Linked DNA regions of Mus musculus: regions 1, 3, 4, 5 and 6 are each linked to region 2. A link is a contact called in public promoter capture Hi-C data. All regions are on one chromosome and are shown on one strand. Each heading gives the region's core, a stretch centred on a gene start, on an enhancer-like site or on the middle of the called end of the contact. The rest is flanking DNA. Distances are from core to core; before and after follow the strand shown.

The links. Promoter capture Hi-C pulls out the DNA fragments that hold promoters and counts their contacts. Capture Hi-C pulls out chosen DNA fragments and counts their contacts.
Region 1: a promoter capture Hi-C map of liver shows a contact between it and region 2, with 4 times the contacts expected there. The contact joins the promoter of Phykpl here to the promoter of Maml1 in region 2. A contact is called at or near these places in 9 of 39 promoter capture datasets (3T3-L1-derived adipocytes, the C10 cell line, the SN4741 cell line and 5 more), 3 of 484 Hi-C or Micro-C datasets (B cells, embryonic stem cells and muscle stem cells) and 2 of 115 datasets of contacts at active chromatin or transcription factors (astrocytes and large pre-B cells).
Region 3: a promoter capture Hi-C map of liver shows a contact between it and region 2, with 3 times the contacts expected there. The contact joins the promoter of Sar1b here to the promoter of Maml1 in region 2. A contact is called at or near these places in 3 of 39 promoter capture datasets (embryonic stem cells, hippocampal neurons and liver), 1 of 115 datasets of contacts at active chromatin or transcription factors (astrocytes) and 2 of 9 other capture datasets (adipose tissue and liver).
Region 4: a contact with region 2 is called in a promoter capture Hi-C map of hippocampal neurons, with 8 times the contacts expected there. The contact joins the promoter of 0610009B22Rik here to the promoter of Maml1 in region 2. A contact is called at or near these places in 6 of 39 promoter capture datasets (the C10 cell line, cranial neural crest, hippocampal neurons and 2 more) and 1 of 115 datasets of contacts at active chromatin or transcription factors (astrocytes).
Region 5: a contact with region 2 is called in a promoter capture Hi-C map of pre-B cells, with 2.1 times the contacts expected there. The contact joins the promoter of Mgat1 here to the promoter of Maml1 in region 2. A contact is called at or near these places in 2 of 39 promoter capture datasets (the C10 cell line and pre-B cells) and 1 of 115 datasets of contacts at active chromatin or transcription factors (extraembryonic endoderm stem cells).
Region 6: a contact with region 2 is called in a promoter capture Hi-C map of embryonic stem cells, with 4 times the contacts expected there. The contact joins the promoter of N4bp3 here to the promoter of Maml1 in region 2. A contact is called at or near these places in 1 of 39 promoter capture datasets (embryonic stem cells) and 1 of 484 Hi-C or Micro-C datasets (B cells).

What each region holds. Positions count from the first base shown.
Region 1 is chr11:51,581,509-51,586,188 of GRCm38.p6, forward strand. It overlaps Phykpl (5-phosphohydroxy-L-lysine phospholyase), which reads left to right and starts at 3,273. Exons shown (of 13, transcript NM_028398.3): 1 at 3,273-3,371; 2 at 4,006-4,124. The coding sequence starts at 3,313. It overlaps Col23a1 (collagen, type XXIII, alpha 1), which reads left to right. Exons shown (of 29, transcript NM_153393.2): 29 at 1-2,417.
Region 2 is chr11:50,290,230-50,294,628 of GRCm38.p6, forward strand. Maml1 (mastermind like transcriptional coactivator 1) reads right to left here and starts at 2,107. Exons shown (of 5, transcript NM_175334.3): 1 at 1,497-2,107. The coding sequence starts at 1,832. Canx (calnexin) reads right to left here. Exons shown (of 15, transcript NM_007597.3): 15 at 3,728-4,399.
Region 3 is chr11:51,761,649-51,766,143 of GRCm38.p6, forward strand. It overlaps Sar1b (secretion associated Ras related GTPase 1B), which reads left to right and starts at 2,015. Exons shown (of 7, transcript NM_025535.2): 1 at 2,015-2,143.
Region 4 is chr11:51,686,864-51,691,449 of GRCm38.p6, forward strand. It overlaps 0610009B22Rik (RIKEN cDNA 0610009B22 gene), which reads right to left and starts at 1,771. Exons shown (of 2, transcript NM_025319.2): 1 at 1,685-1,771.
Region 5 is chr11:49,248,010-49,252,646 of GRCm38.p6, forward strand. Mgat1 (mannoside acetylglucosaminyltransferase 1) reads left to right here and starts at 2,543. Exons shown (of 3, transcript NM_001110150.1): 1 at 2,543-2,646; 2 at 3,541-3,665.
Region 6 is chr11:51,649,070-51,653,284 of GRCm38.p6, forward strand. It overlaps N4bp3 (NEDD4 binding protein 3), which reads right to left and starts at 2,004. Exons shown (of 5, transcript NM_145974.3): 1 at 1,609-2,004. D930048N14Rik (RIKEN cDNA D930048N14 gene) reads left to right here and starts at 1,885. Exons shown (of 4, transcript NR_027958.1): 1 at 1,885-2,144. It overlaps Gm30058 (a long non-coding RNA gene), which reads right to left. Exons shown (of 2, transcript XR_388627.1): 2 at 3,021-3,728.

The sequences.
Region 1 (4,680 bases), core at 2,023-4,522, 1.3 Mb after region 2:
GGCCTGGACTTCCTCACAGCATGGCAGCAGGATTCCTAGAAAGCTGTGTCACCTCATATGACCAAGCCTTCAGAGTCACATGCTGCCACTTCCTGCCAGAGCCAGAAATTTACCCCACTTGAATTAGAAGACAGACCCACCTCTCAATGAGGAAAGTATCAACGTCATGTTTAAATGAGAAAATATGGGAGAGTACATTTCGTTGTAGCCCTCAAAAACAAAATAAAATAAAATTAGCTCTCTTGTAGCCCAGGCTAGCACTGAACTCACTATGTAGTTCAGGATGACCTTAAAGTTCTGGCCCTCTACTCCTTGCTCTATCTGCTCCAGTTACAGTTGTGCACCACTGTGCCTGACTTCTACAGTGCTGGGATTCAAACCTAAGGCTTTATGCCTGTTAACATAAGCACTTAACCAAAAAAGCTACAATCTTAGCCCTTGTTACGGCATCTTAAATAACACCACTCATCTGTAGCATGAGACAGTAATGCTCAAAATTCAGGTGTGGTTCAGTAAGATTCAGCTCTGTGGAATATACACAGAGAGCCTAGGACAGATCAGACACCTCACTGTACCTGTGGCTGGCTGTCCTCGCTCTATCTGCTCCAAGACCAAATAGTAATCACGGTCCTGCAGAGTGGGCCCATGTCTCCCCCTAACTTGTCCTTACAGCAAACTGAAGAAAGATGCCCAACAAATGTGCCCATTTTCATAGATGACAAAACCAAGCTCTTTCCCTGTGTGTAGAAAAGACAGGAGCGTCAATGACAGTGTCTCTGTCCCCTTCCTCCAAGGGCAGAGATCCAAGGAGGGCCACACTCCCCAGACTGTACACATGCATTCCTTGCTAAGCAGAGGCCCAGCCACACACAGCTGATGTCAAGTCCCTACCTCTGTCCCCCTGAGGAGCTGGCAAAAAGCAGCAGACCATGTTCTCTGCCACACTGGGTCAACTAGGAAACCAGATAAAAGAAAAAGAAAAAGAAAACAGATGTAGTGGACCAAGATGACTAAGGTGGCTCACTGGTAACAATGCCTGCTTTGGAGATGTGACATAGCCTCCCAAGCCCACCACAGCCTACAGTCAACAAAGCACTCCTCCTTCATCCTAAGAACAACATCGTTAGGGCTGCAGGGGTAGGTGTCACTGTGTCCATTTTACATATAGGAAATCTGAGGCTCACAGTGCATAGTTATCTGCTTAGAGATACACAGACAGGCGAGAGTGACAGGCTTGGGACTGAACCCGTGCTCTCGGAGGTCCCCTAATTTTTCTTCAGGGTTGTTTGGCAACATATGGAATCTGCTAGGCAGACCCCTGACGATGGGTGGACAGCACGCAGAGCTTTCTAGAGGCTGACGCCCCAAACTCTCCCTTTCACCTCAGGCTGCCCTGGGCCATTCTTGGCCCATTACTGCCCCCGTGTGGACTCATACCTTGTATCCTTGCAAATGGACATGCAGAGCCATGGAGTGTCCTGTGCCAGCCTGAAGTGAGGACAGAGAGAATGAGTTGTTCAAGGTCCCAAGTGAGACGCTGGGGAGTGCCCTGCCTCAACAATGAGGCTCAAGGACTGAGAGGAGGCCTTGGTTCTCCCTACCAAGAAGGCCAGTTCTCTTTGTAATTATTTGTAAGTCAAATAATTCTGGAAGGGAGGTATCTGTTTATTGAGTCCTTGACTATCCTGTGTTCCATGCCGCTAAAGAAACCAACGAGATGACTGTCCCCATGGACAGATGGCTCTGAGGCTTGAGAGAAGCGACCTTACTAGATTCCCTGTCCTTAAAGCTTTGAGTTGTCACAGGATTGGGGGACACTCCTGGCATTCAGAAGACAGTCGAGGTTAGCATACACCTGAAATCCAGGACACTGGACACGCCCAGTAGTGAAGCTGCTCACTGTGAATGCCAGCTGAGGAAACCCTGCTCTGGATTCAAGGGTTGGGCAGGGGAATGATTGCTTGTTGGTTGAGACAGGGTCTCAATACATAACTTAGGCTGGTCCCAAAGTTGCAGCTCTGCCTCAGCTTCCCAAGTGCTGGGATTACAGGCTTGCACCACCATGCCCCCCACTACATCCAAGTCTTGTTCAGTCCCTTCCTCCTTTCAGCCTGTGCCTTCTTGGCCTCCAGGGTTGCCTTGAAAGGACAGATGCCAGAAAATGGAGAGAGGATGGGACCAAGGACAGGAAGGATAGGCCTTTTCTGAGCAGGAAGATGGACTTTTAGGTAGGTTTATGGTTAAAAACATGAAATACCGCTCAGTTGGGGAAGATGGAAGGGCTCTGTGACTGGGTTTTGGTGACAAGATGCAACATTGAGAATGTACTAATGCCACTGAATTGTATGTACCCTTCAAAATTGCTTGTTTTTTTATGTATATTTTACCACAATAAAAACAAACAAAAACCACAAGAATACAAAGCTGTTCTTTAATAAGTGCTGTAAGCATTTTGCAGTTTTCTAGGGAAGAAAAGAAATAAGCTACTGGAGAATGGGGCAGCGGGCTGGCATGTGAACAAGACTGCCCCAGTCTGCTGAGGGGCCTTCTCAGGCCTTTGTTCCAGGGTTCATCAAGACAGTCAGCTCCAGCGCTCAACCCATAAGGGAGTATCCCTTCTCTCCCACCTCCGGGACCACAGAGGTCTCTTGTCACTCAGTGTGCTAGGTAAGAGTTCAGGAGACCTTGTTTTAGTCCGGCCTCTGCAGCGGGCCTATTGTGTGCCTCGGAGCAAAGCCGTTCTTTTCTGGGCCTGTTTCCTGCACAGTACATAAGGTAGGACTCAGAAGTTTTCCAAACCTCTTCCTATCTGCCCACTGCAAAATTCTCTTCCTGTAGCGACATGTCAAGTTTATCCTGTCTAATCCTAGCAAGAATTTCTAGAGATCTCCGTGGTCTGCCCCAGCAGTGGCACCGAACTCTACAGCGCCATGCCAGGAAGGCCTTTGTCCTTCCAGGGTGCCAGTAATTTACCCTCACAGGGTGTCACGTTATCAGCGCAGAGACAGCAACCTGCTCGGGCGTGCCCCGCCGCAGTTTAGAGTCCCGCTCCACCTGGCGGTCTGGGGACACATTCCTGGGAGGGAAACCTCGGGCGTAGGAGAGAAGGGCGAAGTCCGACCATGGATCAGCGGAGAGTATCCGCCCGTGATGACGTGAACTGCAAGCTATCTCGCTTGCAAGTTCCGTAAACGCCCGGGAAGGGAGCTCCTGGGGGCGGGACCAGCACTGAAGCCCCACCCAGAGCTGACGTCGCGGGCGGAGGCGGAGCTAAGCGCGCAGCATCTGGGTACTGGCTGACCGCTCGGCGCCATGGCCGCGGACACGCGCGCCAAGGCCGTCACTCTGGACCTGAGACGTCGGCTGCTCAGGTACCGGGTGTGGGCTCCGAAAGCGCGTATAGCGCCCACCCCGAGTCCCTGATTTCCCCGCCTCCCTCAGCCTACTAGAAGCGGCCGTGAACCACCCCGCGACTCCGGGGCGTCCCCTGTCCCGTGGAGCGAGCTTTGCCCCTGGCAGCCACCTGCATAAGGAGCTGGGCCTGGCCTGGGGGGCAGTCATGTCACGGGCAGGGTTACAGGAAGTCTGCTCTTGGCCTGTGAGGAGTATCCTCGGTGCCACGTGGAGAGAAGCTTATGGTTGGAACTTAGGACTGGAGCTAGCCATTACTAACGGGGACAGCAAGGCCACTGGGTTGGCAAGGAATGTTAGGGGCTGAGATGCAGCTCCTAACAAGGGGGTTTTCTTCAGGAAGCCATTCCGAAGCCCTTTTCACTGGGACTGGAGGAGTCTCAGTGTGCAAGCAAAACTGAGAGGGCCACAAAGGCTTAGTTTTGTCTCAGAAACTTTCTGCTCCGTCCTGTTCACAGGAATGGGGAGGCAGGGAAGTTCCACCGTGCCCTGCAAGCTTTTGTCCATCCCAGAATCAGGAAGGAGTGAAGGGGGCTGTAATGAGTGGAGGTCAGTCTTCAGACAGGGTTGTCGATCCTTTGCCTGTCCCCACAGCTCTTCCTGCAGACTCTTTTTTCCTGAGGATCCTGTTAAGATTATCCGAGGCCAAGGGCAGTACCTGTACGATGAGCAAGGGCGAGAGTACCTGGACTGTATCAACAACGTGGCTCATGGTCAGTATGACGCCTCTCACCCTTGGTGAGACAGGGGAGGAGGCTGAGGCCATAGATCTGACTGATAGCCTGGGTTGAACAGAACTGAATCGGATGCTCAGGGGGGCACCCCAGTCTTTGTGAAAAGACTCCACACCATAGCTGTGCTAAACCAGGCAGGCCTGAGAGGTTCACATGCCAAGGTCCAAGCTGCACGTCCCACGTGGAACTCACATCAAACCAGGCATATATACAGTCCACCCATCCATGACCACAAATGTAGTGTGCTCATCTTGGCCTCGTGCAGGGTGCTGACAGCAGGCCTTCACCTCTATTGACTACTATAGGGGTAATAGGAAACTTTAGTATGAATTCAGCCAACTGGGCTACCACAGCTGTTAGAAGGCACATTGCAGGCAGGTAAGGGTTAAAACCCAGGACTCTCCCAGCACTCAGGGCACAGAGGCAGGGGGGTCTCCTGAGTTAACAGCCAGCCTGGCCTACGCCTACATAGCAAGTTTCAGGGACAACTAGGGCTTCACAGAGAGACCCTGTCTCAGGAGAAATGACTTAATCC
Region 2 (4,399 bases), core at 857-3,356:
CCAAACCAAACCAGAAACATGTACACATACATACATACACACACACATATACATATACTTCATAACTGTATTGAGAGAGGAGATTCTGCTGTGGGCTGGTTTTTCACTAACTGCAGATGAAGGTAGGCTGTGGCTGGAAGGACGGCAGGATTCTGAAAATGTTGAGAAAGATCCTGCAAGCAGCCGTTTAGTTTGAGAAATTTGTTCACATCACATCCACTGTCATTTCTTCTTTCCTCCTTCCTACCTCTGGGCAGGAATCAACCACACCTAACCTCATACTCATTTGATTGCTTCAAGAAACCTTGTAAGGCGCACAACATACCCTCGATTTACAGGCGGGAAAGTGAGGATGAGAAGACTCGAGCAGCTGGGTCAGAACCGGTGTGTTCTGCCGTGTGGTCTCGCAGCGGGGATAGTGTGGGAAGGAAGGAAAGCAATAGCCCTGTGGGGCACATGAAAAGACAGGCTAGCTCCGGCTGGCTCCGAAAGCCAACCGAAGATTAAACCTAATTCCCTCCAGCAACAGAAGGGTTTCTAACATTTCAAGAGGAAGGGTATTAAGTGACTGAAAGACTAACCACCAGTTAGGGAAGAGTTTTAACAACGGCCCAAGTGAGAGACAATGAAGACATAAATTAGAATTACCAAACAACTTAAGTGTTGTAAAATTTTACTTTTAAACTACCAAGAATTTTGTAACACCCATTCCCCTCCCCCGCCCCTCCACACAGGTTTCCGGTTTATAAATCAGTTTCAGGGAGGCAAAACTTCTAACCAATAAATCTCGGGATTAGCTACTAAAAACCAAAGGGCACAGCTGACCAACAAGTAACGTCATTTCCCCCGTTCAACAACTATTAATATTATCAGAGGTTTTTAACAGGCTTAGTAGGTTAATTTTGGAACTGTCAATAATATAGCAGGAATCAGGCGTTCACAAATTCCAAAGTTCCCTTTTGCGGGGGTTGGGGGAAAACGAATGCCTTTTAAGCAACTCCGTTTACCGAAGCTTCCAAAGACTTTTCAATTTTCCATTCCGAAACCGCGGGATACTGTCAACTGAAGGGAGACTTATTTCCATATTAAAGCCCTAACTAACCTCCACGAAGCAAAGATCCAATCAACATCTGCAGACTAAGCGAGGCCAGGCCTACGGTGCAAGAACGCCCTACATCCTAGGCAACTCCAACGCGGGTCTGCTCCAAGACGAAGTTCTCATCAATTGGAAATTAAGTTTAGGAGAAAAGCCTACCAGCAACTAACCTCCTGCTTTTCCAGCCCCGATTTCACTCAAGTCCTCAAGGGGACGTTTTCCCAAAGTACACCGCAGTGCCACTTCTGGAAGATGACAAGCGCCCTGCCATGTTAGCCACCTCCCAGGACCCAGACTAAGAAATGGGGGCGCTCGGGAAAGTTTCCCCAAGGCCCGATCCGCGCCGGAAGAGGCGTTTTCGGGAGTGAGTATTGCTGTGGCAGGCGCCAGCCTTACTCACCGCGACCGGGCGGCCGTGCTCCGGGCCGTCCGCTGCGTCCAGGCGCGCGGCCGCCGGGGCCGAGGCGGGGGCCGGAGCGGCAACCGGGGCCGTGGCGGCGGCCGGCGGCTGCCGGTGCTTGCCGGCGCGCTTGGCCTTGGCCTGGATGCAGCGCTGGTGCAGGGCAAAGGTGTGCTGGCGCTCGAGCTCCAGGCGCTCGGGAGACACAGCCTCGTAGCGGGCCTCACAGGTGCTGTGGTGGCGCCGGCACAGTTCGATGCGCCGGCGGAGGCGCTCCATGACCGCGCTGTGCCGCGGCAGCGCGAACTCCGCCATGGGGCAGGTGGGTAGCACCATGGGCCGCGGGCGGCACTGGCCGGGCCCGGGCCTCCCGGCGCCGGCTGCCACTTCGGGTTCCTCCGCTTCTGACGGCCCGGATCCGCCTCACGCCCGCGCCATGTCCGGCCGGGCTGTGGAGCGGGCTCGGGCGCGGCGGCGGGTCTTCCTCCGGCCCCGCTCGGCCCGATTCCAGGCCGGGGAACACCGCCCGCCTCAGGCTTCGGCCTGTCCGCTATACCCCTGCCCCATTGTTTTCCGCGCCGCTGCCGCCGCCATCTTAAAATTGTTTTCGGGGCTTTCGGAAGAGGGCGGGGCCTGGGCCGGCGAACTCTGCGTCACTGCTGATGGACCGAAGCTCTAGCCAATCAAAGGAAACCCGCTGCCCGAGGGCGTGGGGGACAAGCACGTCAGGAATTTTCGGGTATTTAAACTGAACACTCTGGCGAGGAGGGAAGCCCGAGGCGGGCTCAGTGCGGGAGAGTGAACTGTGACTGACGGGAACCTATCCAAGAAGAGCCACGTTTTCTGAACACCGCCCCCTGAAAGCAGTCCCTTCCGGGTTCGTGAGGAACGCGGGTTAAGTCTGAGTGAGGTGGAAGCCTTAAGACCCAGATGTCCAAAGCTGTCTATCTTTTTAGTCCACCCACACTATTTCGAGGTCAGCCATTTCCGACCTCATTCTTTACATACAGCCACGTAATTGATCAGAATTGTTTTGAGCTTGAGCGACCTAGTAGAGATAGTTATCACTGACTGGTACTGTGAGCAATAGCTCATTACTTGGAGGGGTGAGGGTGGGAAAGAGCCTCAATACTGGGGACTGGAGTTATTTAGATCTACAGGGGCATACACTTAAAAACCGACTGATATATAAAATTGAGTCACTCAAAATCCAATCCAAAGCACTGGGTTCCAGTGATGCCACTAGCAAGCAAGTGAGCGAAGGTAAAAAGCCAGGAAAGGACCAAAAAATGTTCTGGATGGTTACTGACACCCAAACTGCCATAGGAGATGCTGGGAGGCTTTGCAATAGAAGACCTCACGAGCCACTCAAACATGTCACCCTTTAACCTCTTACTAGAGTTCATTAAAGTTTTATTTTTAAAATCACAAAGAAAAAAAGCTAACAGCCAAGTGTTTTTATACACATGGAGTTAAAATAAGAAAAAGGAATTCTAAGTTTTTGGTGGCGGGAGTGGCAAAGATAAGTGAGCACTGCTTCTTCCCAGTGCCAAGCATTACAATCAGCACTCAAGTGAAACCAGCAGCTTTTGTATGCAGTGATGAAGGACTGAACCCAGGACCTCATGAGTACGCTGCAGCTGTCTTCACATACACACTAGAAGAGGGCATCGGATCCCATTACTGATGATTATGAGCCACCATGTGGTTGCTGGGAATTCAGGACCTCTGGCAGAGCAGTGGGGTACTTAGCTGCTGAGCCAACTCTCCAGCCCACCATTAAACTGTAGTGTCAGGTACCCCAGATTGCCCTCAAATATATTGTCTGAGGCTGGCCTGCCTCTGCTTCTGATCACACCATTACGCCCAGTTAGAAGTGCAAGGTTATCTTCAAAACTCTATAGTGTATGGATTCAGGACGCAACCTAAAACACAAAATATCCTGGGCATGACTTCCAATATCCTCAAATATGAAGCCTGAGAAACTTTTTTTCTAATAAAAGCTGTTAAAAGATATATATATATATCCTAAAGAATAGTATCTAGGAGGACAGGGTGTAGCTCAGTGGTAGAGCACTGGTTCAAATGCCAGCAATGAAAAAGTTTTTGGGCTGAGGTCCATTTTACACAATGGTAATGACTAAACCATCACTTAAATACAAAACTAAATTAAGGTCTCCTATGAGAAAAGACTAAATTAACCATTATTCAAACAGTAAAAACATTCAGTGTTATGATACAGATATTTAACACGGGCTTTAATATAATGTCATTTAGCAGTGTGACAATCTGAAAAGTGGACAATAGAAGAGTACTACTGGCATGGACATTTTACAACAAGGAGTCCAGCATAGAAAATCAGAATATAAGGGCCTTTATCTATCTTAATTCAGTGCCAGGAATCAGACCCACGGAACCTTGCACACGCTTAGCAGTTCTACCTACTCAGCTACAATACCTGCCCTCTACGCTTTTTTTAAGAGCTGAAGACTGCTGATCATTTACTAACGAGTCAGGTATTTAAGGAGGCTGGAGCTTCAATGGAACCTTGAGGGAGGAAGAGGGACCCAAAAAGGCAATGACCACCACCAGTGACATAAATAAACCTGTCATTGTACAGCCTGGGTGAATATAAAGTAGGCACAAAACAATGTCAATGTAGAATGATGAAACAGATAAACCGATTTCTAGAAAAGCAATCATCCCCATGTTTGCTTCAAGGAGAAACCTGCAGACATGTATTCATTTCTTGCTAGTAACTGTTTATTTCACTCTATACATTTGGAAACGTCCGCTACATAGCTATGGTCACTGTGACCACAAACAACAGATGGTGATAAAGCACTGAACAGGAAGAAAAATGCATTCCACCCTCAAAAGAAATGAACCAGTGTTTATAAAGA
Region 3 (4,495 bases), core at 765-3,264, 1.5 Mb after region 2:
GGCTTGCACCATTATGCCTGGCTAAAACTTCTAAGACTGAGATTTAAGTTCTCCGTTGTCTTGGGGTAGTGGGTTGTTGTTTTGTTTTTTGGCTTTGGGTTTTGTTTTGTTGTTATTGTTGTTTGTTTGTTTGTTTGGCTTGGTTTGGTTTTTTCAAGACAGGGTTTTTCTGTGTAGCCATGGCTGTCCTGGAACTCACTCTGTAAAACAGGCTGACCTCAAATTCAGAAAGCTGCCTGCCCCTGCCTCCCAAGTGCTGAAATTGTCGGCACTGCCCAATACCTCAGGCTAGTGTGTAGCAGTAATGCTTCCCAATGCTGTCCCCATATTTACTGCTTTCTGTATGTTATTCTGTTATTCTGTCTGGTTTTACACAGGGTCTCATGTGGTCCTTGTGGGCTTCAGACTTGCTATGTATTCAAGTGAGGCCATCTTGGAACTCCTGACCTCCCCATGTCTGTCTCCCAGCTGGAATTACAGGGGTGCACCACCAGGTTTGCACTGGTTATTGTTTCTTCATAACACTGATTGATTCTGAATATTAGTCCCAAATGTGCAGATGCAGGAACTGAAAGCTGAAGTGACTAGTAACTCATGGGGACAGACCAAGTGTTGTGGCGGCTTCTTCTTCTTCTTCTTCTTCTTCTTCTTCTTCTTCTTCTTCTTCTTCTTCTTCTTCTTCTTCTTCTTCCTCCTCCTCCTCCTCCTCCTCCTCCTCCCCTTCTTCTTCTTCTTCTTCTTCTTCTTCTTCTTCTTCTTCTTCTTCTTCTTCTTCTTCTTCTTCTTCTTCTTCTTCTTCTTCTTCTTTTTATGACAGGGTTTCTCTGTATAGCCCTGGCTGTCCTGGAACTTACTCTGTAATCCAGGCTGGCCTCAAACTCAGAAATCCACCTGCCCTTGCCTCCCAAGTGCTGGGATTAAAGACATTTGCAACCACTGCCTGACTTAAGTGTTGTATTTTACAACTCTGCCCATGAAATAAAAACTGGTAATATGGTACGATTGAGATTCTTCAAAAAAATGATCTGAGTTTTTATTTTTCTGTTCTTCCATACTTTAAATAATAAACATGTCACCCTTTGTTCAGTGTGGTGTACTTGTGGAAGTCAGATGACAACTTTCCCAGGAGTTGATTCTGTTTATTCAGTTTGTGGGTTCCAGGGATTAAACTCCTAGTTGTCACTTGATGGCAGATGTAGAGTGGCTATGTAGAGAGACCCTTTCTCAAACAAGACAAACAGGACCCACTTTTGTGTGTGTGTTACAGGGGACTGAACTCAGAGTATTTTATAATCTAAGGCAGGCATTCTACCATTGAGCTCTATTTCCAGCCATCTCCCTATAAAAGGTGTATTTAGGTGGAAATTAAGAAAGACATTTTAATATAGGCTTGAGCACGAGGGTTAAGAGCAAGGGATGTTCAGAGGACAAATGAGACACGTCCAAGAGCAGGGTGTGGGCTTTCCAAAGAATTGCAGGAAGTAAAACATATCCTAGCATAAACTCAAGGGTCACTCAAAAGATGTAGTTTTAGGAAAGAGATGCCAAGTTGGACCTGGTGCTACAAGGTTGCAATCCCAGTTTCTCAGAAGCAAAGGCAGGAAGATGATACATTCACGACTTGCCTGAGCAACTTTGTGAGATCCTGTTTCAACATTAAAATAACTAAAGGGTGGCAAATGCGTTTTGGTGGTGGACTGCAACCCCCTATTACTGAGAGGGGGGAAAAGAAAGAAACAGCCTGGTGGTGGTGGTGACCCATACCTTTAAGAGGCAGGTGATCTCTTAAGTTTGAGGCAGCCCGGTCTACAAAGTGAGTTCAAGGACAGCCAGGACTACACAAAGAAACGAAAAACCAACCAACAAACAAACAAACAACCCCCCCCCCCCAAAAAAAAAATCTCACATGCCTCTTGGGGTTGGAGTGAAGTGGTCCGGAGCACAGGGATTGGTGGCGAGACCGCAAGGAGGCGGAACTGAGGGCGAGCGGGGCCTGGGACCTGCGGACTGTCACTAGCGAGGCACCCGCCGACCCGGAAGGAGCTGAGAAGAGCTGGGGCCCTGGCAGCCATAGCGCTTTGCACAGCCGGCTTGGAGCGTGTAGGACGGGCACGGAGCAGGGTTGCGTTCTCTGAAGTCGCAGGTGAGTGGCAGTGCCCTCGTCGGGCAAGAGAGCGGGCGACAGCTGTGGCCCTTCGGAAGGCCACTCTTTATGCTGCCCACTCACCCAGAGCTCTTGTCTCGGGTCCTTCGCGAACAGGGAGCCTGTTGTTTTGGGTTTTGTTTTTGTTTTGTTTTTTTCACGCAGGGTGAGGGACAACACCGATCCCTACCTGCGGAAACCGCTCTAGTGGCTCTAGGGGTAAAACAGTGGTTGCCACAGGGCAAGTATTTCAGGAAAGAGTGAGAGTACCGCACGCGAGACTCTTTTCCTTCCCCTGGCCCTCAGTTTCCCCATTTGGTAGGATGAGCGAATTAGGGGTCATAGACAGCTGGAGAGGCTAGGACGGCTCTGTGTTGTCCCAGTAAGTGTGGCGGTCACTGGGCCTCCTCATTCTCCGTACTTACCGTATAGCTCAAGCCGGGTTGAATGAAGGGGAAAGATACTAATGGGGGGAAAAGTCAAGATTTTACGATAAGATAAAATTTATTTTGAAAGGTTCAAGTGTAGTCTTGTTAACTGAAGGAAAAAAATTTATTAGGAGTTTAACGTATTGGGATGAAGTAAATTGAACTTACTGTCACGTATTTGAACATTCTTAAATCAAGCTCTGTGTGGGTGTCATCTTACCTTGAATGTCTGTGTCCTTTGTTTAAATATTGGTCAGAGTAGTTACAGTGAAAAAGAAGGTGCCACCTGTACAGCACCGCAGTCTGCTAAGGAAGACACCCCTGTCAATTATTTTACAGGTGACCAATAAGGGTGATTTTACAGTTTGCCAATGATGAGTGTCATCAGTCAAACAGGGCAATGCATGCCTACCATTGCACCTTTTGGTACATTTGGGTTTGTGACCACAATATTTTGACCTTTAAAAAATTTTTGTTTGAACATAGGCAGGCACTCTGACCCTACAATTCCACCTACTCAAGAGGGCAGGGGCATCATTTGAGCCAAGTCTGCCTTCGAAGATCTTATCTCAAGAAAACAAAATTGGTCTCAGAGTTAAGCTGCTCCCAGGCATTTCTGAGTTTACAGAAAAGGAAAGTGTCCTTGTTGTCAGGATGTTAGAGAAGCGATTCTGTAGTTGTGAAGTTTTGCAGTTTGAATACGGTGAACTCTAGATTTCCTCTGCCTTGTGCTATTGGAGTAGAAATGTAAGCAGGACTTGACACAAAGGAGCAGTCTATCAGATGTGGAAATCACTGCCACCTCATTCGAAACTTACAAACTAGAGTGCTATAGCAGTGATTCACCTCATCCCCACCCCTCTCTCACGGACAAAGTTGGCTGAAACTCACTGAAATTACTTTTTTTGCAAAACATGATAAAGTTTCTCCATTGTATGTACTTTTTACAAAAAATTTGGTTATTGTTTTATTAATGTTGGTAATGTTTTATTACATATGTATTATGAGTGTGTCTGAGTTAAAGATCATATCAGGGAATTCATGCCAAGGTGTGGGTTTCTGAAATTAAACTCAGGTCATCGGGCTTGGTGATAGCACCTTGACCTAATAAGCCATCTGGATAGCCTTCTATTGGTGTTTTGAGGATGGAATTTATTATCAGATATACCAGTCTGAGTTGTCTTAGTCCACTAGAGGCAAGTCCAAATTCACTGCCAGTCTCACAACATTCTTTTAGTTGTTAAGACTAGGTCTTGCTTTGTAGTCCAGGCTGGCCTCTTTGAGATTCTCCCCCATCAGCCTCTCAAGTGTTCTCTCTCCCTCTTTCCCTCTCTTTCCCTTCCTCCTTTTTTCTACTATCCTTTTGACAGAAGGTTTTTTCTTCTTCTCCTGTTATACACTCTTAAAGCTGTATTTCTTGTGGTCTTAACCTTCTTTCAAATGGCTGCCACTTTTCTCCAGAGGAAACAAGTACCCACTTTTTAAAAATTAAATGAATTAAAAAGTTTAATTCAGGGCTGTAGACATGGCTCAGCTGCCCTTCCTGAGGTTCTGAGTTCAATTCTCAGCAACCACATGGTGGCTCACAAACCATCAGTAATGAGATCCGGTGCCCTTTTCTGGCGTGTCTGAAGACACTGACAGTGTGCTCAAATATATAAAATAAATAAATCTTTTAAAAAGTTTAATTCATACAATTGCTTTGTATTGGGGATTGAGCTGGAGTCAGTTATTGTCCCGTAAGCTGTTTTAGGTAAGATGTGTGAAGCAGAGCACTTCTGAGATTTAGTGTGCAGAACACCGAGGTGCAAGGCAGATGGGGTTGTGCATCCCTTTAGTGCAGCCCTCAGGCAGGGGTGGCTGGGGCTCACGGAAAGTCCCAGGCCAGCTACATAGTGGCACCCTGTCAACAAACAAACAACAA
Region 4 (4,586 bases), core at 521-3,020, 1.4 Mb after region 2:
TTCTACCACTTCTATTGAGTACTTTACTGGAGATAGCAGGCAGGGAAACAAAGTTAATGGGAAGAATTAAAAAAAAAAAATCACTACATTGGGGGGTGGGGACAGCCCCAGCACCAGGGAGGCAGAGGCAGGCAAGTTCCTGTGCGTTCAAGGCCAGTCTGGTCTACAGATCTAGTTCCAGGACAGCCAGGGATACACAGAAAAACTGTTTCAAAAGCTAAACCAAAACAAAGAAATAAAAAGCATTTGGACTATGAAGTCCAAACTATTTGAAGATGATATAATCTTATACATAAAATGTCCTATGGAACCATGTAAGGGCAGACTTAGCAAGGCAACAGGAAACAAGATCAATAGAGAAACAAATGGGTTTCTATAGACCAGCAGCTAGTTCCAGAGTGATAAAAAAAAAAAAAAAAAAAACAAAAACCAAAAACCAAAAAACCCAGGATAAGGGACTATCGTTTAAGAGACACGTCATAAAATAAAAACTATAGCTTTAGGAATTTAATCAAGGCTTTCAGTGGAGGTCTTGGTGGTTAAGATCATTGGTTGCTCTTTCAGAGGACCTAAGTTTCCACTAAAAATTTCCGAAGAATTAAAGAATCTCACCTATTCTTGAAAACAAGTAAATAATGGCTGCTGGTTCAGGGGACTCGTTTTTCCTCATTGGTGTATCCACCATTAAATTGTGTATGCTCCATAAATAAACCCCTACCCATAAATACCCAAGTTAAACTCAGTGGGTACACACGCATGCTCAGTCCAGAACTCAGTAGGCAGAGGCTAGAGGATCTGTGAGTTCAAAGCTAGCTTGTTCTGCAAAGCAAGTTCCAGGACAGTCAGGGCTACAGAAAGAGACTCTGTCACAAGAAGAAAGAAGACAGGAGGAGGAGGAGGAGATGATCAACTTCACAAAGTTGTCCTCTCTTACACATGTACCATATAGCAAGCAGGCACTCCCATGATGTGTCACATACATCCACAATAATAATAATTTTAAAAAATGTATAGATATGAAAATAGAAGGGAAAGGGGGTTCAGTGGGTGTGGGATGAGAGGGTGACAAGGGCTGAAAACCACATTAAAACACATGGATGAACCTGCCAAAGGATAACTAAAGATACTAGGATGGACTGTCATCCTTGCTTTGGGGCTATTAAAGATGGCGATACATCTATTTACCCACAGATTCATTTACAACACGATGACAGAGTCCATTAAATAAACCCGTACATTTTGCTATTTTATTTTGTTATTAACCTTTTTTAAAAAATAAAATAAAAGGTCTTATGAAGCCCAGACTGGCCTACAAGTATCAGAAAATGGCTTGAATTCCTTACCCTAGCTCCCCCTTTCCAGTGCTGCGATTATCTTACACTGCCCCTCTTTAACTGTTTATTTCTGGTGCTGGGGACCAAATCCCAAACCTCCAGGTGCTAGGCAAGGGCTCTGCCCCTGAGCCACAAATCCCAAGGAAAACTCAAAGTACGCACCCACGAAAGTGACTGAACTGTATGTGCCCAGCCTCCCTGGACGGCCCCCACTTTCCCAGTCTCTAGCTCCCGACTTTTTGCTTTGGGCAGGGTCTTGCTGTCCTACAGCACTTGAGGCAATCCCTCCGGGCTCCTGAGCGCTGGGATCACAGGCGAGTGCGGGATTTTGACAACTATAAATACCTCACCTAAGCCGACTTCCCTCTAGTTCAGGGGCAGACAAGCTCAAAGAGGAAAGCAGGTCAGCCGGCCATCACACACACTCAACGTCCACCCCGCGGGGTAGCTCCGCCCACCGACTAGCCGAGACTGCTCACTGCGCATGCGTACATGTTCCCGCCTCTCCGGGAAGGACTGAGCGGCCTGCGCCGGCTGCCGACCTGACGCAAGTGACGGAAGACTGAGCATGCTCAGTAACGCGCTAAGCCCGTCCCCAGCCCCGGTCCGGCCGCCATCTTGGATCAGGGCAGCTCAGTCGACCGGGCATGCGCACATGCGTCTCTGAGCAAGGCTGCGCTAAGGGTTTTGTCCGCCATCTTGGGTCAAGGCCTCATGGGACGTCGGGGTCCCCGCGGGCCTCCTCTGGCTCTTAGAGCAATCCTTGCCTTCACCGCACGCGTACTTGCTTATGTTGTCACTGACGTTCGCCTGGAGGTGTAGAGACCGGAAGCCTGGCGGGAGATGTGGACCAGACTGCCAAGTGAGGCGGAGCTTTTAACTACAAGAATGCCAGAAAGCAAAATGGAGGTTGCAGCACCGGGCGCTTGTGTCCAGACGGTGCTGGCCGTATGCGTGGGCGGAAATGCGTAATGGGAGGGTGGTTTAGGGCGCAAATCACTGGTGTTAGGTGCTGTTAATCATCAAGGACTCTGCTCTTTCAAGTGTATGTCTGCATTGTTCACAGGTTTTCCTTATGTGTTTATTATAGTGAGACTTATCTAGCGTTGGCGTCCTGAATTCCTTCTTCCCTTAAACAGACATTTCGAAGCTACTTTGGCTAAAAATCATTGACTTCTCTCTGGGGCCACAGAGTGACTAAAGATAAAGTTTGGCATTTCTGTTTTCGTTTTGTGTTTGCTAGAAACATAAACAAAGCGAAGTAGCTCTACAAGGCACGTTCTATTTGTAAAAAAGGTGTTTCAGGATCAAAATCATGGTGTCTTTTCCCCAGTGGCTGGGGTCCGACCTTCATGCTTGGCTAGTTCTGAAAGAATAAGCTTAGAGGAATGGAGTTAAAGGTCTGTATTCCAGGCAGCAGGGAATTCAGGAGGGAGAAAGGATGCATGAGGTTTATAAACAAAACTTTACTAGGTGGAGAAGATGTTTGTTTGTTTGTTTGTTTGTTTGAGTGAAGCAGCTTTCTTTTATTGGCGGTAGTGAAGAAAATTTTTGGAATATTGGCCAATGGCAGACTACCTACCTACCTTTGATAGATAAATAACAAAACTGATTTCTTACATCTCCTTTGCTTTGGTCAGGTACCTGCCCACTTCTACATAAGCAGCATGTTTATCCATCCATTTCATCTCCCTTCAAAATTGAAGGCACAAAAAAGTCATTGTCCTAAACCTCTGGTCATCTTGATAGGAATGGGAGTTAGGGAGGAAGGGAATAAAAGTGTCTGCTACAAGAAGTCTCCAGTTATCATTTGAGCCGTAGAAATATGAACATGTTTGTTTTGTGTAGCAGCTCACAAATTTCCATTACTGAGGCTGACTGCTTTCCTGACTTCCAATTAAGGAAACTAAGTCAGTGTGTGCATATTTATGTGTTAGAACACTTTTTGGCTTTGTATACATGTGTAGAGGCCAGAAGTTAAAGTCGTGTGTCAACCTTATCACTCTTTGCTTTGCTTTTTGAGACAGTCTCCTGAGTAGCCTTGACTGGCTTTAAACTTATGCCTAGCTTGAGGATCTTACAGAACGTTCTAAAAATAAGTGTGTTTGAGATGCTCAGAAATAAGTGGATTATATGCATTAAAAACACATTGAGCTGGGTGGTGGTGGTACATGCCTTTAATCCCAGCACTCGAGGCAGACACAGTTGGATTTTGAGTTCAAGGCCACCTGACCTACAGAGTAAGTTCCAGAATAGCCAGGGCTACAGAGAGAAACCATCTTGAAAAAACAAAACAACATCAACAAAAATCTTGAGCAATATAAAACGTGAATTAAAAACATAAGGCTAGGGGCTGGTGAGATGGCTCAGTGGGTAAGAGCACCCGACTGCTCTTCCGAAGGTCTGGAGTTCAAATCCCAGCAACCACATGGTGGCTCACAACCATCCGTAATGAGATCTGGCGCCCTCTTCTGGAGTGTCTGAAGACAGCTACAGTGTACTTACATATAATAAATAAATAAATCTTTAAAAAAAAAAAAAAAAAACATAAGGCTATTAAAATCAATCTTGGAAATAGAAAATATATGGCCATACAAGTATAAAATCAAGAATAAAGTCCAGTTTAGGCAAAGACAAGAATGAAAGAAAACAGTGCTAAGTATGGTGGCTCATACCTTAAATCCCAGCACTCAGAAGGGAGAGGCGGGTGAGTCTCTGTGAGTTCAAAGCTAGCCTGGTCTACAAAGTGAGTTCCAGGCTAGCCAAGGCTACATAGTAAGACCCTGTTTTTCTTCTTTTTTTGTTTTTAAACTTTTTTTTAAAAAAGGTGTACTCACATGTATGTGAGTACACCTTTGCTGTCTTCAGACACATCAAAAGAGGGCATCAGATCCCATTACAGATGGTTGTGAGCCACCATTGCTGGGAATTGAACTCAGGACCTCTGCAAGAACAGTCAGTATTCTTCTTAACTGCTAAGCCATCTCTCCAGCCCAAGACCCTGTCTTAAAACAACAACAAGAGAAGAGAAGAGAAGAGAAGAGAAGAGAAGAGAAGAGAAGAGAAAAGGGTTGTAATAGAAACTCTGAGGGTAAAAGGGTTTGATAAGAGAAGCAAATACCTGTTGGGTTTTGTGGCAGAGGCTTGGAATCCCAGCACTCTGGTGGCAGAGGCATGAGTTTGAGGTCTACCTGGACTACATAAGTGAATTGTAAACCAGTCATTGTTGCAGAGAGCTATCTTGTTACTAAT
Region 5 (4,637 bases), core at 1,293-3,792, 1.0 Mb before region 2:
GTAGCCAGGCTGGAGTTTGTGAGCAGCAATTTCCTGGAAGTTTTTACTTTTTTTTTTCTTAAGTTCCTTTTTGGTGGTAGCAGAGTAAGCAGGCAAGCATATTACCTCTTAATTCTCTGTTATCCTGTGACTAGATCTACCTGTTTTTTCCATTTGCACATAATCTGATCCCAGGCTCATCCCCAGAGTCTAGACAGGCAGCTCCCATTTCTTACTTTCTTCCCTAGTGTAAGCTCTGTAGAGCCCAAGGCCTCAGTACTGATACGTGCTTGTTGCTTAGACCAAATACTATTACCCTTGTTTAAAATTTACCCAATCCAAATTCTATGTTGTAGCCTATTTTTTTTCGGAGGCAGGGTAGCCTTTTTGCTGGGGATCATTCTGTGAGCCTTGGAATTTAAACAAAGGGCTGAAGAGATGGATGTGGTGGGGAGTTTCTGTGTTCTGACCTGCTTCCTGTCTAAGTGCCTTGGCAGGAAAGTCACTCTGACATGGCCTGGGCTGCCTCGTCTTCACCATCTTCAGGACCTACTATGTATGGATTTTATCCAGGATGGTGATTTGTGCTCCTTATATTTTGGATATCTTCAGACCAGTTTCCCAACTTTTTACACATCCAGGGAACTTGGTCATTTTTTTCTCACACTTTGGCACTGAGTGTGAAGGCTATAAGTCCCTAATTCCTTTTTATGGGAAGTAGAAAGAGGCCTAAAGTATATAAACATTGGCATTCTCTTGGCACATGCATGGGCTTGACTTTCCTGTCACAGTCTGTGCAGTCAGCTAAACTGGAAATAGTGGGCATACACACACCACACCCACACACAGTCCTCCTCCCTCCCTCATGCGTCAGCCCTTTCCTCTACGTGAGGGCAGAATTCCAGCTGCTACTGTGAAGCTTCTCCGCTGCCCCACTGTGTCCTGTCACATGGGCACAAAGCCATCTCAGCAGTCCTTCTCAAGGGCTCACCAGGGTACCAGGTTTGGAAGCTGAAATGCCTAAATCTAAAATCTGGCTATGACTTCTGACTTAACAGCTTCCATACACCCAAAGCCTCAGACTTCTCTCTGCTGAGCTCTGCAGAGATGCGGGAGAGTGTACAGAGAGGCCAAGAAAACAGGCTTGGACGGAAGGGCAGCTTCCTAGTGTCTCCTGACAACTTTGTTTTACTTCCTCACCTGCCCACAAGGGCCCTTAAGGTACTCCCACTTTCTGCATAATTCCTGGTGTCTGGTACGAACAAGTTAGTGAGTAACACTCAGTAAGCACAGACCTAAAAGTCCCGGTTACCTTGGGGACTCTGGAACAGTAGTGATGAAGTCTGTAGGTAGGAGGGTCTGTCTGAGGTTGAGTATATCTAGTAATCAACTGGCAGTGCCTCTGCTCCCCTCATGGGTGAAAGATCCAAGGGTGGTTGGAGCCAAGGCTTATGCAGAGGGCCAGGCACAGCAGGATGTGGGAGCCAGTGGGGGCTGTGGTACCATGGTGAGTGGACAGTAGGGATTCCCAGACATCTCTGATTCCAAAATGGTCCTGTCAGTGAGATGTGGCTTACTGTGAGTTGCTAATAATGCACGGCTCAGATCTCAGAAATAGTTTGTGCTCCGGGGCCACTGCTGACATCTAAATCAGACCCTGAAACTCCTGGTTGTCATCTTTCCTCCCCCACTCAGGCTGCTTGAGGCTCTGATTGAGGTACTTACCAAGTACTCTGTTCAGTTGGGTCCTGATGAGTCTCCCTGCCCCTCCCATGTTTCTTTTGCTTTAAAAAAATACCAAGGAATACAGATCCAGGGGTTTCCTTCCCCCTCCCATTCATTTTTAGGGTTACTCCAAAAGCCTGTGATTGATTCTTTCCTTCCTCAGGACTTAGGTTCAGTGTACAGGCCTGACTTTGGTTTCCCCGCCCATAAAGGGGCACACACACACACACACACACACACACACACACACACACAAGACAGAACTGAAACGGCGGCAGGCTGGCTCTTACCCACCTTGGGCAGCAGGTGTTTCCTCCCTATCTTCCCTTTTGAAACCGAATACTTGTTGCTTGCACACCCTCACCCCTCTCTTGCTGTTTTTTTTTTTCAACTAATAGTCTGCAACTTCCCTCGCATAGAGGAATGGTTCCCAGGTTCTTAGAATTGAGGTTGGTGAACGCTCTTCTTGCTGAGGAAACGCTTCTAACACCACCAAGTGCTGCACCCCTCAAAGTCGGTGAATCTCTAGATTCACTGGGCTGGACAAGGGACACTCTTGGGAAAAGTCTTTACTGGACAAGGCTCAGGGTGTGAGTGGGGTTGGCATCTACACAGGAGCTGCAACTGAGAGGGAAAGGGCCTCAAACAAACATCTCTGCTACCACTGCCTTTCGAAGTTGGGGGACTTGGGAAGACCCGTTGTTTAGATCTTGACCGGTGATCAGGAAGTCAGCAGTAGAGGAAGGCCCTGGAAGGAGGGGCCAGCGCGGACTCGCCCGTGGCAGGGCGGGGACCAACAGAGGGGCCTAGGGGCTGGGGAGCGCCGCCCCGCCCTCCCGGGGAAGGACCACATTGCCGGCTAGCAGGAAGGCCAACCAGACCGGACGAGGCCGCTCCAGCGCTGGGTGTTGCCGGTCCGGGGCGAGCCTGGTTCCAGGCGGGGTGAGTTGAGAGGATCCGGTGAGCTGGGCCGGGGGACGCCAGCGTCCTCAGTCCTGGGGCTTGTCCCAGGAGGACAAGGACCCCGGAGGAGAGAGGCCGCGCAGCCAGGGGAGTCGGGTCTGAGTCCCGAGTGTGCTCCAAAGCCAGGGCGGTGAGAGTGGCGGGCCCGCCCGGGGCCGCGCAGCGCGCAGTCTCCCCCACGCGGGGAAGTGGGAACTTAACGCACAGCTACAGGATTCCTGGCCTTCAGCTGCTAGAGGGAGGGTGGCTTCTCCAGGAGGAGCTGTTGTGAAACTCGGCAGGAGGGCACCTTGGGTGCGGGGCAGGGCAGGGCAGGGCAGGGGAGAGATGGGGTCGCCCTGAAGAAGTGGGAGACTGGAGTGGAAAGTGGACTTTATGCAAGCCTCACCCCAGCGTCCAGGCTTCATAAGTTACTAGGGCTGGCTTTTGCTCAGCCACAAGGAAAATTTGACTCAATGTTGAAATATGTGATTTGGCAAGAAAACTTTTTTTCCTAGCCTCCTTTCTAGTATGTTTGGAACAGGGGGCTCCCAAGAGGTGCAGAGCCCCCCCATTGTTCAAAATGTGGTTCAGAGGGACTGTGGCCCACCCATTCGAGTCTCCATGGAAGAGTGGCCTTCTGGTGAAGCTTCTTTTTCTTTAACCTTGGCTACTGTAAGGCTCTCGTGCTTGAGAATATTGCTGGCCAGCTTGATTGCCTGTCATTAGTACTATTTAGACTAGAGCGTCCTTGATTCTGGGGTCTTCCCGTTTCCAGTCACTAGTCCTTGACTTTTTAGCATGGAGATCACCAGTAATGGCAACATTACATCCCACTTCTGTTTCTCAGAAGGCTGTATTACAGTGTGTTCAAACTCCATGTCATTGCAACAGGTTAAACTCACTTTCTGCTTCGGACGTCAAGGTATTGCCATTCTAATCCAGACATCAAGGGCGGTGGAGAAGACAAAAGTCGGTTGTCTGTTTACAGAAGAGGAACTGAGGCAGTGGTTCTTCAGGTAACGGCTTCAGGGCTGTCTGTCTGGTGCCAGGCTATAGCAGCATTGTGTTTCCCTTTGACCTGTTCCCAGGTGAATAGCCTGTATCCCTCCTAGGTCTTACCCTCTATACTCTTGAATTATTTAGCATATCTACTCGGACTTCTTTTCAGTTCTTCTTCCCCTCTGAAATTATGGAGCCTGGTACATCATACAGAGTCTAACAAGAAAGTAATTCACTTAGAGAGCCGTTATCTGTGATGGACACTATGTGCTCTGTACTTGTTTAAGCTGTGCTTGCTATCATACTGGCAAAGCAGAAACAGGAGGGACAGTTCATCAACGGTTCTTCCATTTCGAGACTTAGTTGTAAGGCTAGAGTAATGGTTGCTCTACTGCTCCTGGCTGGAAGTTGACTATTTGCTGTTTGCTTGTTGCCTAAGAAACAGCCTCTGACAGAGAGGGGCAAGCATGGAATCCAGAGTGTTAGAAGCTAGATGTGCTAGTGCACGCTTGTAATATCAGAACTCTGCAGGCTGAGGCAGGAGGAGCATCAGGTGTAGTAGGCAAGCTTGCACTATGTGCACCGTCTTAGAAAGGAGCCTGCTCTTATGCGCTCCTTCAGATTAGAATGTGAGAAGGCCCCAGAGGGACTGGCAAGACTTGCCAGAGCCACCTGGCAGCTGGCAGAACCTTCAGTATGCCGAGACTCAGGTCTCACCCCACCATGGTGCAAATGTTGTTGTGCGTGGTGGTGTGGGTTCACCTGCTAGTTTCCTCAAAGGAGTCCTAAAAACACTGGAACCATGAAAGCAAGTTTTAAACTGAGTGTGCATATTACAGGCAAATCTCATAACTGATATATTAAAAACTCAGTTCAGGGTTGATGGATATTTTATTTTGTTATTTGTTTGCTTGCTCTTGTTGTATGTTATGTTTTGTTTTGGTGTATGTATGTATGTATGTATGTATGTATATATGTATGTATTTGAG
Region 6 (4,215 bases), core at 754-3,253, 1.4 Mb after region 2:
CCCCAGGATCAGCCAGCAGTGCAGAAAGCCTCAAATAGAGGTACCCAGCGGGGCACCCCAGCACCAGACCCTGGATGCCTCTTCAAAGCACATCCAGGAGGTGGAATGAGGTGCCCAAGGTCATGTTCAGCAGTATGGGAGGCAGCTTTCACTGCATTTCCTTCAGGTTAGGGCACCTCATCCTCCCCGAGGCAGGAGTTACAGTTCAACCTGAACTGCCACTAGTCCCACCAGAGTGCCCCAGGGGAGGGTCACACCACCTGCTGGGGGGATCAGCCTTTCTGAGGGGTGTGCCTGCAGCTGCCACAGAGGAATGACACTGGAATGTCCCAACTCCAAAAATGGGGACAGCCTGAGAGGCGATGGGGGCAGCTGGCATACCCTACCCCCTGGACAGAATTATCCACATTTTGCTCTATGTCCAGTGCTTCAGTGTTTCTGAGCTCTTCTATTTCACAATGTCACATCGTCTCCACACTAGTCGGTGGAGCACGGCATAAAGGACCCTATCTACACATAGGGAAACTGAGGCTTGAAAGAAGGAATCACACGCTGAAAGAAGACTCCGCTTTGAGGACCAATCTGGATTCCCACAGTAAAGCCCTCTATACTACACCCAGCTGTCCCAGCTAGGGGTCACCTTCCACTAGTATACTCTGCTGTCTACGTAGCCTGCCCAGCCCCCCATGCTTGTTTCTCCCAAGGGCAAGGTTGAGAGGGATGGAACTTAACCCCCCTCCCAGAGATCCCTCCTGCCCGCCCTGGGGAAAGAGGTAAGAAGAAGAAATAGTGGAAGTGGCGCAGGTTTAGGGACTCTTGAGCTCAGGAAACTGCTAGAGGCGGTGTCGGGAACTAGCTGGTCGCTTTCATTCAGTCTTGCACATACACACCCACACGCAGCCAGTCGGCAGAGAAGCCCTGCTTGTGAGAGCCTGGGAGGAGGCTCATCTCTAGGTCCAGGAGGGCCTCCCGCCTCTGCTCCCGCCCAAGGACAACCATTCCCAATCTGTATCTTTGGGTTGGGTATGTCCCAAGCTCCCATCTTAATACTGAGATACCTTAAGAGTCCTGGTCCTTACTTTTGTCAAAGGCTAAAGTCAGGACTGGAACAGAGTCCCAGACCTTGGGACGTCCCCTGTTCGCAGGTCCCCAGGTGAGGACCAGACACAGTAGGGGGCTGAGGCAGGAAGAGGGTACCCTGAGGGTGAGGGCAGGTGAGTGGTGTCCCCGGGAAGGCGGCAGAGAAGACAGGTTGGACATCCCGGTGGAACTGCGCCCAGGAAGGCTGTGGAGGAAGCAAGGGATCCCAGAACTACCGGAGGCCCTCCTAGCTACCCAGGGGGCGGGGTGGGGTGCACGTCTCCCGCCCGCCGTCTGTGGGGCCTGCTTAGAGCTGGTGCAGGGGGCGGAGGCCGAGGTCAGACTCCTGCGCCAAGGGCGCCTGCCCCTCCTAGCTGCGGCGTGGGGATCGGGGCGATGCTCCACGGAAAATGCATTTACAGGTCAGCCTCGTGCGCGGGAGCAGAGGACACCGGGGCGCGCACAGCATCCTGCCAACCCCCGCCGGGTGTCCGAGAACGACCTCAGCGACCCGCCCTACCCACTTACCATGCTGGCTCCGTGAATCCTAGGGCGCGCTGCAGTCCCCAGCTCGGTCTCGAACCTTTCTCTTCCCAGGCTCTTCGGGAACGCGCGGGAGCCGGATCGGCGGGCAAAGGACGCACTGGGCGACACTCGTCCGCTGGCCCCAGAGACGGAGGGAAAACCCGGCCTGACTCACCCGCGCGGCGCGAGCCCCAGCGCCCAGCCCGGCCCCCGGATGTGGGGGGCGGGAACCGGCACCGCCCCCGAGCGACCTGAGCCCCGCCCGGGCTCGCGGGTGCTGCGGGGCCGGGACCCCACCGCTAGCCGCGCATGGTGCAGCGGCCACCGCGATGCGTGCTCGTTCGCTCGCTCACGTGCAGCAGCTCTGCAGACCCCAGCCCGGACGAGGCTCTAGAGCGCGCGCCGCACTGCTTGCTGCTCCTCCTTCTCCTCCTCCTCCAACTCGGGCCTCGCCCGCCTCACCCGGTTTCCTTCCAGAACCAGCTTCCAAACTGGCTTGCTGGGATGGGTTGGTCAGGTCTCTGCCGCCTCTTTCTCAGGTAAGCGCCACTTTCCTCGTTTGAGAATAAACCCAAGACGCGCTCTAAGAGCCGAAGAGGTGTAGTAGGCGTCTACAGTAGTTAGCCGCTGGACTTTTATTTTGGAGGGAGGTTGATTTACCTGTGCAGCCTTCTAGGGGCGGCAGGTTCAGATGCCTTTAGGGGCCAGACTGATAGTGTAAATGAGTCATATGGGTTGGGTAAGCCAGTAGCGGGGACGGAAACCGAAGGCTGGACACTCAGACACGTTCAAGAGTAAGAAGTTGGAACACCTTTTCTTCCTTAAAAAGTTAAACATAGATGTGGGGTGGGGTGGGGTGGGGTGGGGTGGGGTGGTAAGGGTTGTGTATGGAGAGATGGTTCAGTGGTTAAGAGTACTTGCTGCTCTAGCAGAGGACCCGGTTTTGGTTCCCAGCAACCACGTGGTTGCTCACAATCCTTTGCAGCTCCAGTTCCAGGGTATGGAACGCCCCCCCCCTCACCCCCACCCCCGGCCCCTGGGGGCATTACTCGCACTGGGTGCACATTTACTCACGCTGGCACATACACGTAATTTTGTTGTTGTTGTTTTTAAGATAAAAAAAAAAAACCAAACCAGTAAGTTAAACAGATTCATGATAGCATTTCCACTCCTGGGTATATGACTAAAGAAATCAGGTATGCCAACAAGTGCTTGCACTCAGATGATCATAGCAATCCTGTGTATAACAGTCAAAAGAAGGACACAGGTCAAACCCTCCAGCAATTAGTGAAAGGATAAACAGTGTGGTCCAACCATACAGTGGAATATTACTTACCACAGAAAAGGCATAGTGCCATTTCATGCTACAACTCAAACCTCTAACAAGTGATGGTAAGTCAAAGAAACCCAGCAGAGACCATGTGTGAACCTTTATGGACAGAATGCAGGCTAGTGCTAGAAGCCACAGGGAGGGAGAAATGAGGATGATCCTTGCAAGTTATCGGGTTTTGTCCTGGAATCAGGTGGTGGTGACAGCACTTTCCTTTTACATTGTCTTACAGAGGGCTGGGGTGTGACTCAGTAGGAGAGCATTCTCTCAGAGGCTGCTTGAGGCCCTGGGTTCAATTCCCAGTACCTTAAGTTAAAATGGATAATTTTGTATCAGGCAAGTCAACTTCATTTAAACAACAAAACATTACTGTGGCCCAGCAGGTACCGATTTGCCGCCTCTGTTTTCTATTTCTACCGTAGTCAAATGTTAACAATGGATTTTTCTCTTTAAGAAACCTCATTCACAGCACTTGGTATCTCAGTCATGCAGGGACTGCAGGTATATGGGGGAGCGGGGTTGCCTGAGACAGATGAACATTGACCATAAGAGCACACGTATGGTCTTGGGGACCTGAGGAAATGCCTCTCTGGGCAAGTAGCCTGACAGAAGCCCAGAATTCAAATGTTTCCTCAGGGAGGTGTATTCATGGTTCTGAGGCCCAGAGCTGGAGAAATCTGGACATGTTCAGATGTAGAGGAGCTCTGAAGGGAGGCCAGGGCCTGGAGAGTTCCCCAAAGGTGGCACACAGGTGTTGTCCCAGAACTGCCTCATGGATCATCCTGCAGAGCCTCTGCAATACAGACACAAGAATAACAGCAACAATAATAATTACCAAGTATTTGTGGAGTTAGGGCATTTGTAATCCCAGTATTTAGAGTTTAGAAAAATAGGAAGATCAGACTGGAGAGAGGCTCAGCCGTAAAGAGCACTGACTGCTCTTCCAGAGGTCCTGAGTTCAATTCCCAGCAACCACAGGGTGGCTCACAACCATCTGTAATGGGACATCTGATGCCCTCTTCTGGCATGTCTGACAGCTACAGTGTACTCATATAAATTGAGAGAGAGAGAGAGAGAGAGAGAGAGAAGGGAAATCAGGAGTTTATCTGAGAGAGAGAGAGAGAGAGAGAGAGAGAGAGAGAGAGAGAGAGAGAGAGAAGGGAAATCAGGAGTTTATCTGTCTGGCTAAGGAGAAGGTTGCACAAGGCTGGACTATGCACTGTGCTGTGCACACAAGTCTTGCTTGCCAACAGAAGCGGGGAGGATGGGTTATGGGCACC